2 separate regions of the Bombyx mori genome follow, and region 2 is linked to region 1. A link is a contact called in public Hi-C data. All regions are on one chromosome and are shown on one strand. The core of a region is the stretch at or near the end of the contact, and the rest is flanking DNA. Distances in the headings are between cores, read along the strand shown. Region 1 holds the start of LOC101741027 (fas-binding factor 1 homolog). Region 2 overlaps LOC101737965 (rab11 family-interacting protein 4).

Evidence for each region. A called contact is a pair of places that touch in the nucleus more often than the background predicts.
Region 2: a Hi-C map of whole pupa shows a contact between it and region 1, with 3 times the contacts expected there. The contact joins the enhancer-like site here to the promoter of LOC101741027 in region 1. A contact is called at or near these places in 3 of 7 Hi-C or Micro-C datasets (midgut and whole pupa).

What each region holds. Positions count from the first base shown.
Region 1 is chr11:10,221,299-10,224,135 of ASM3026992v2, forward strand. LOC101741027 (fas-binding factor 1 homolog) reads left to right here and starts at 1,520. Exons shown (of 11, transcript XM_012695033.4): 1 at 1,520-2,837. The coding sequence starts at 2,720. It overlaps LOC101741174 (ubiquitin domain-containing protein UBFD1), which reads right to left and starts at 1,497. Exons shown (of 6, transcript XM_038013982.2): 1 at 1,329-1,497; 2 at 784-1,214; 3 at 582-707. The coding sequence starts at 1,341.
Region 2 is chr11:10,256,061-10,258,819 of ASM3026992v2, forward strand. All of the region lies in intron 7 of LOC101737965 (rab11 family-interacting protein 4), which reads right to left. Among protein-coding and RNA genes, the nearest start is that of LOC119629150, 9.4 kb to the left of the region's middle. Within about 2 kb of position 1,306, at least 8 of the 8 cell types and tissues checked have open chromatin away from gene starts, as enhancers often do.

The DNA.
Region 1 (2,837 bases), core at 270-2,769:
TTACTCACTAAATAAAAATATATTAACCACACACTCATTTTGTTTAAACAAAACTTTTATAAGAGATAGAATAAACATTAGAGATGATGACAAAATAACATAACCATGAATTGTCAAGATAAATTTATCAGTTCGTGAAAGGTATTTGGCAGTATTCCAATACTTATTGTGCTTTGTTCAAAGAATTTAAGGTTTCCAATGTGTGTTCAAAATGTTATTTAGTGAAATATTTACTATTAGGACACACATTATCCATAACAATTTAACAAGAAAATTGAGGTAAAGTAGTAGTAGTAGTACCATAGATTAAAGTAATTTTCCAAGTGGAAAGATAATTAACTTAAAAAGCAACGGCAAACAGCCTACTTGTTATTTGGTGGTTCCCAAAGAGCACAATCACTACATTGTAATTTAGAGCCTTAAGATCATGATTATGTTTTGCAAGACTACATTAAATATTCAATGTATTACTGTGGTTACTGGAGCCCGTAGACATCTACAACGTATATGCTGCCATTCACCTTCAGATATGAGTTTTATGGTCTCTACTGTAGCATAAGAATATTAAATTGAATTTTTACCTTTACTCCTTTAATTCCTGGCATTACATCAGGCGGAATACCTTTATCAAGTACTTTCCTATGAATTTTTTGCATGCATAATGGTTCTTTACTAGTTTGGGTTGTAGCTTTTTCTTCTAAAATTTCCTGAGAATTGAAATAGAACCAATTAATGTGTATGGAGAGCAAGAAATGACTAATGTGAACTATCATAAAGGTTTACCTTTGGGACACTTTTCACAGCCAATATGTCATCCATTTTGGATCCTACAAGCATAACTTTTCCTCCTTTGACGATTCCAGCTTTCCTGAGCGTCATTTCATCGCGAGCCATACCTTTGATGATTAATTTTTGAGCTGATTGCGGAACGCCGCATATCCTTTCCAAATGAGCTTTTAGTTCTAACACTGTGGCGTCGTAAGCAAACGTAATATCATGTTTCACTTTGTTAAAAACTACAGTAAATTCGACTTGTTCTGGGATCTCGCAGACTTCGCTTTCCTCTGTGGTATCGGATGTACCGGCTGAGCACTCCGCTGGTGGATCTATCTGCAATATTTTTTCGTTGACCACGGGTTTATCCATGATTTTAGTTGCGCCATTCGATACAGAATTTGGATCTTGATTTTCTGTTGTATCTCCTTTTTCTGATGCTAACAAATAAAAATAAACGTGAGTTAGCAAATTTCTAGAACAAAAGGACCCTCGATGTACGTTGATAAATTCATTTTACTTCACGAAAATAAATGGTACAATGTTGTTCCCACCTATGTGATCCATACTGTGATGTTTAATTTAAGTATAATTTTGTAAAAAATTAAAAAAGCAATTTTATGATATTGTTTTGGAATAAATAATTAGAAGACAGCCGATACTGACAAACTGACATAAACGAACAATTTTTTAACACGACCACAGAGTTTTTTGTGCTTAACTCTTCCTTCGGGCAGGCAAAGGAAACGTAGCCAATATATCTAAAATGTGAAACTGTGTGAATTAATAAATTTCATTAATGTAGTGCTTCTTCAGGTTTAAAAATTTAATGATGGTGGCCGATTAATTGTTTGTACAAGTGAGATTTCATCGATTCTTTCAAAAATTAACCTGAAGTATCAGTAAATTCCCATCATTACACTATGACATTATTTTGTTTAACTTTATCTCGTTTGTTTTTCCCCCATTGAGTTTGTTGCCGGGTCTTCTCATTTGGTCGCGATTTTGATCCGATTATAGATTCAGAGAAACTGCTCTTACTAGGCATAATGTTAGCAAGTTCTCTCAAACTGAGCCCCGTAAGCTTTTTTATTATTATTTTTTTGCTTAGATGTGTGGACGTGCTCGTCACCCATCTGGTGTTAAGTGGTTACCGGAGCCCATAAATATCTCCAACGTAAATGCGCCACCCACCTTGAGATATAAGTTCTAAGGTCTCAGTATAATTACAACGGCTGTCCCACTCTTCAAACCGAAACGCATTACTGCTTTATGGCAGAAATAGGCAGGATGGTGGTACCTGCCCGTGCGGACTTACAAGAGGTCCTACCACCAGTAATTACGCAAATTATAATTTTGCGGATTTGATTTTTATTACACGACGTTATTCCATCACCGTGGTAGTCAATCGTGAACATTTGTAAAGTTCGTATTTCATTAGAAAAATTGGTACCCATCACCGGGATTCGAACTCCGATGCATCGCAAGATGTCCACCGAACGTCTTATCCTTTAAGACACGACGACTTCAAACTCACCTATCCGCCGCCGCGTAGTTGGTATTGCAACAGAATTTAAGAAGAAAATACTTGGACTGACTTGGCTTAAAGGTCTGGTTACCAGGCCTAAAATCTTTAAAAGAACCTTAAAAAATCTTTTTCTTTTGGTTTCCATGGCAGCGATTTTCTAAACAAAAACTTTTCTAATGATTAGGTAGGCGCACACTGAAAAACAGCAGTTAATACAATTAAGATAATAATTTCATACTTTTCTATGACTGACTAATCCTTTTTTTAGTTTCCTAGGTTTATTAACTCATTACATTATTTTCATATAGTTTTCTTATGATTGTCTTCGATTACCAAGGTGTTAACTAAAACAAGAAGCTGAATCAAAATTAACCGTTAGGGCCAATCCGGGCTATTCTCTAATAATTATTTCCGATAATGAACTTTAACATGGATGATCCACTAGCAGGAATCCTGAGTGACGGCAGTGATGATAGTTTTTTTGATGACGATATTTTGGGCAAGAAAAAGCCTGCAAAGAAAGCGAATCCTAGAG
Region 2 (2,759 bases), core at 56-2,555, 35 kb after region 1:
CTGTATACTAAATTTTATGAAAATCGTTGGAGCCGTTTCCGAGATTCAGATTATATACATATATATTAATATACAAGAATTGCTCGTTTAAAGGTATAAGATTGATTTAAAAAAAAAAACAAGAAATACTTATGAAACGAGAATACGCATAGTTCTATACAGAAGACGGTAGTTTGATTATTTTGTTACTTTAAATAAATAGAATTGTATGCACTACAAATTTTAATTTCAGCTATTTTTCTCGTAAATATATACTATACCTATTTAACTGAATCATTTAATAAGCAATGACAAAGAAAAGTATTCATTTTACGAATGTTTAGTATTAAACTGACGCACGGTTAACAAGGAATAATAAACTATGACGCCTAAAATGATTTCATTGAGCTAGTGTAACTCCCTACTTTGAAATAGTAATTAATGTATAAATAAAAAATAAATGCGTTACATCTGCTTCTGAGTTATACGCATTGTCTATTTTTTTCGATATTCGAATCTTACTGAAAATATAAAACTTGATTTATGTAGTTTATTAAGCACTAAAGTGGTTGTAAGTTATTTTCTAAGTGTGTTTTCAAACGAAATGCGGTTTTAATCAATGTTTTTTTAAGTTTTGGGATAAAGAACTGAATGGTTCTCACTTGGTCGGATAAATTGTCACACCACTGATGCGCGGCCGTTTTCTTCCCGCCGTTCAGGCCGTTGGATAGATGCGGAGTCAACGGACCGCCCGTGAACAGGTCCTCGGTGAGGCTAGCGTCCGAAGTTATTCGGTTCCTCACCTCTGGAGGCGGACCCTGAGGCCCGACAAAGTCGAACTGGCCATCCCACATATCATATTCTAGCTCTAAGCTATCTTCCACCTCGATCGGGTCACCCATTGTCCCTCTTGACCGATTGAACAAACCGGACTTGAACATTTAAAATTTCGCTTTTCACTATACAGTAATTATCTTTGGATTTGTTCCAATATTGCACTATTCATAAATACTAAGTACTTATTGACTTATATGTAAATTGACTTCAGAACACAATTATAATTAATTTCTTGAGTATTAAGCTTAAGATTTCAATGGCACAATAATTAAAGTGATCGTTATTGATTCGAAAAAAAGATTTTTCTAATTTGATCATCAAAGAGTCTACACATACAGTTCACGTAATCCACTGAGCAGTATTAATAACTTTGTGTCACATTTTCACTTCGAATTTAATTGTCACACTTAAGAGTTATTCCTTAATCAAAACCAGAGGTCAAAAAAAGTTTTAGTTGTTGTCATACAGGAGAATCAAAATATTGAGCATCAGTCGACTTCTACGAAGCCGATTCAATGTTTTTGACGTCGGCTCTGACATTGTTCATACACAACGACTGATATCGACCGAAAGTCTCACTTGCAACGTTTATATATTTAATGGAAACGATAAAACCACAATCGAAAATAAAACTTTAAATGAACCGGCAAGAGTACGTGACGTTAGCACAGTATCGCGTGGAACACTGAAGGCGGGAAGGCGGCAAGGCGGACAGCTAACACGGCCCGCGCACCCCGCCCGTGACGCGACATGATTATCAGCTGGCCGAAGCCACAGCGCCACATGAATAAAGTTTATTCGCTCCCTACACGTATGCATGATTGTCTGATGTGTAGTAACAAGGCAATAACCCCTTTCACGGGCTCCCCTAGTCTGTCTGCAGTTCGTAATTTAACGGGCGAGGGACCACGATCACATCAGACTCCCTCGGGTACCATTGTCGCTCTGGATGAACCACATAATTACATATACCGAAATAAAAAAAGTACTTATTTACCATCTAGTAACAGTTGAATGTTTTTGTACGGTTTATGCTAGAAATATTATATAGGCCATATTTTTTTTTATTCTCGAAATGGATGTGTTTAGGGTCCATTTGAATTTGTTGCACCAGAACTTAGTAAGGTACAATCACTACTCGAGCGAGTTCAATACGTCGTCCCAACAGTAAAAAGCTTGACATAAGAAAGTGATAAAGAAAGTGAATTAACTAGGCGAACGTGCAATAGTTGTTCGGATATAAATGTAAATCCGTATAAACCTGTCTTGCAACTTGCATTCATAGGTTTTTAATTAGCTCAATGTCGATCGATGGCTTGAATTTGCCCGTATAAATAAAATACGAAGAGTAAATAAAACACTTCGCTTGTATTGCCTGTTAAAGATATAATTATAGAACATAACAGAAAAAAAATGTAGCAAAACAAATCGTGTAATCGAAATCTGTAGAAGGTATTGTTTGAATCGTGTGAAATTCGCGGTCGGAAATTTGGATTGAGTGTTGTTATTACGAGCTTTATTGGCTTACAACACAGACTGTGAAGCAATATCTTAATATACGCACATTTAACGTAGAATAGACATGATTTATTTATGAGTATCGTAAGTTATTATGTGAAAGGCAATTGTTTATTTGAACGTTTCCTTTGATAACTAAACGGCGGATGTCTATGCCATATGGCTGGATCGGCTTTAGAAATTCCATTCACGTTTATCTCGACTAGCCCATTGTGGGATCGTTCAATTGGAAGACGGATAATTGTATTTTTTTTTTTTTTTTATTCAGCATAAATAGTACAAGGGATAGCAAAAATCTAAGAACAATTAAACTTAGCGTTCCACATATCGCACCTTTAGAATTAAAGTGGCTCAATCCAAAATTCTTGTTTTTTGATAAACGCCAAAAATGTAATTGAGTAATTGTATTTTTTCAGTTTTAATTT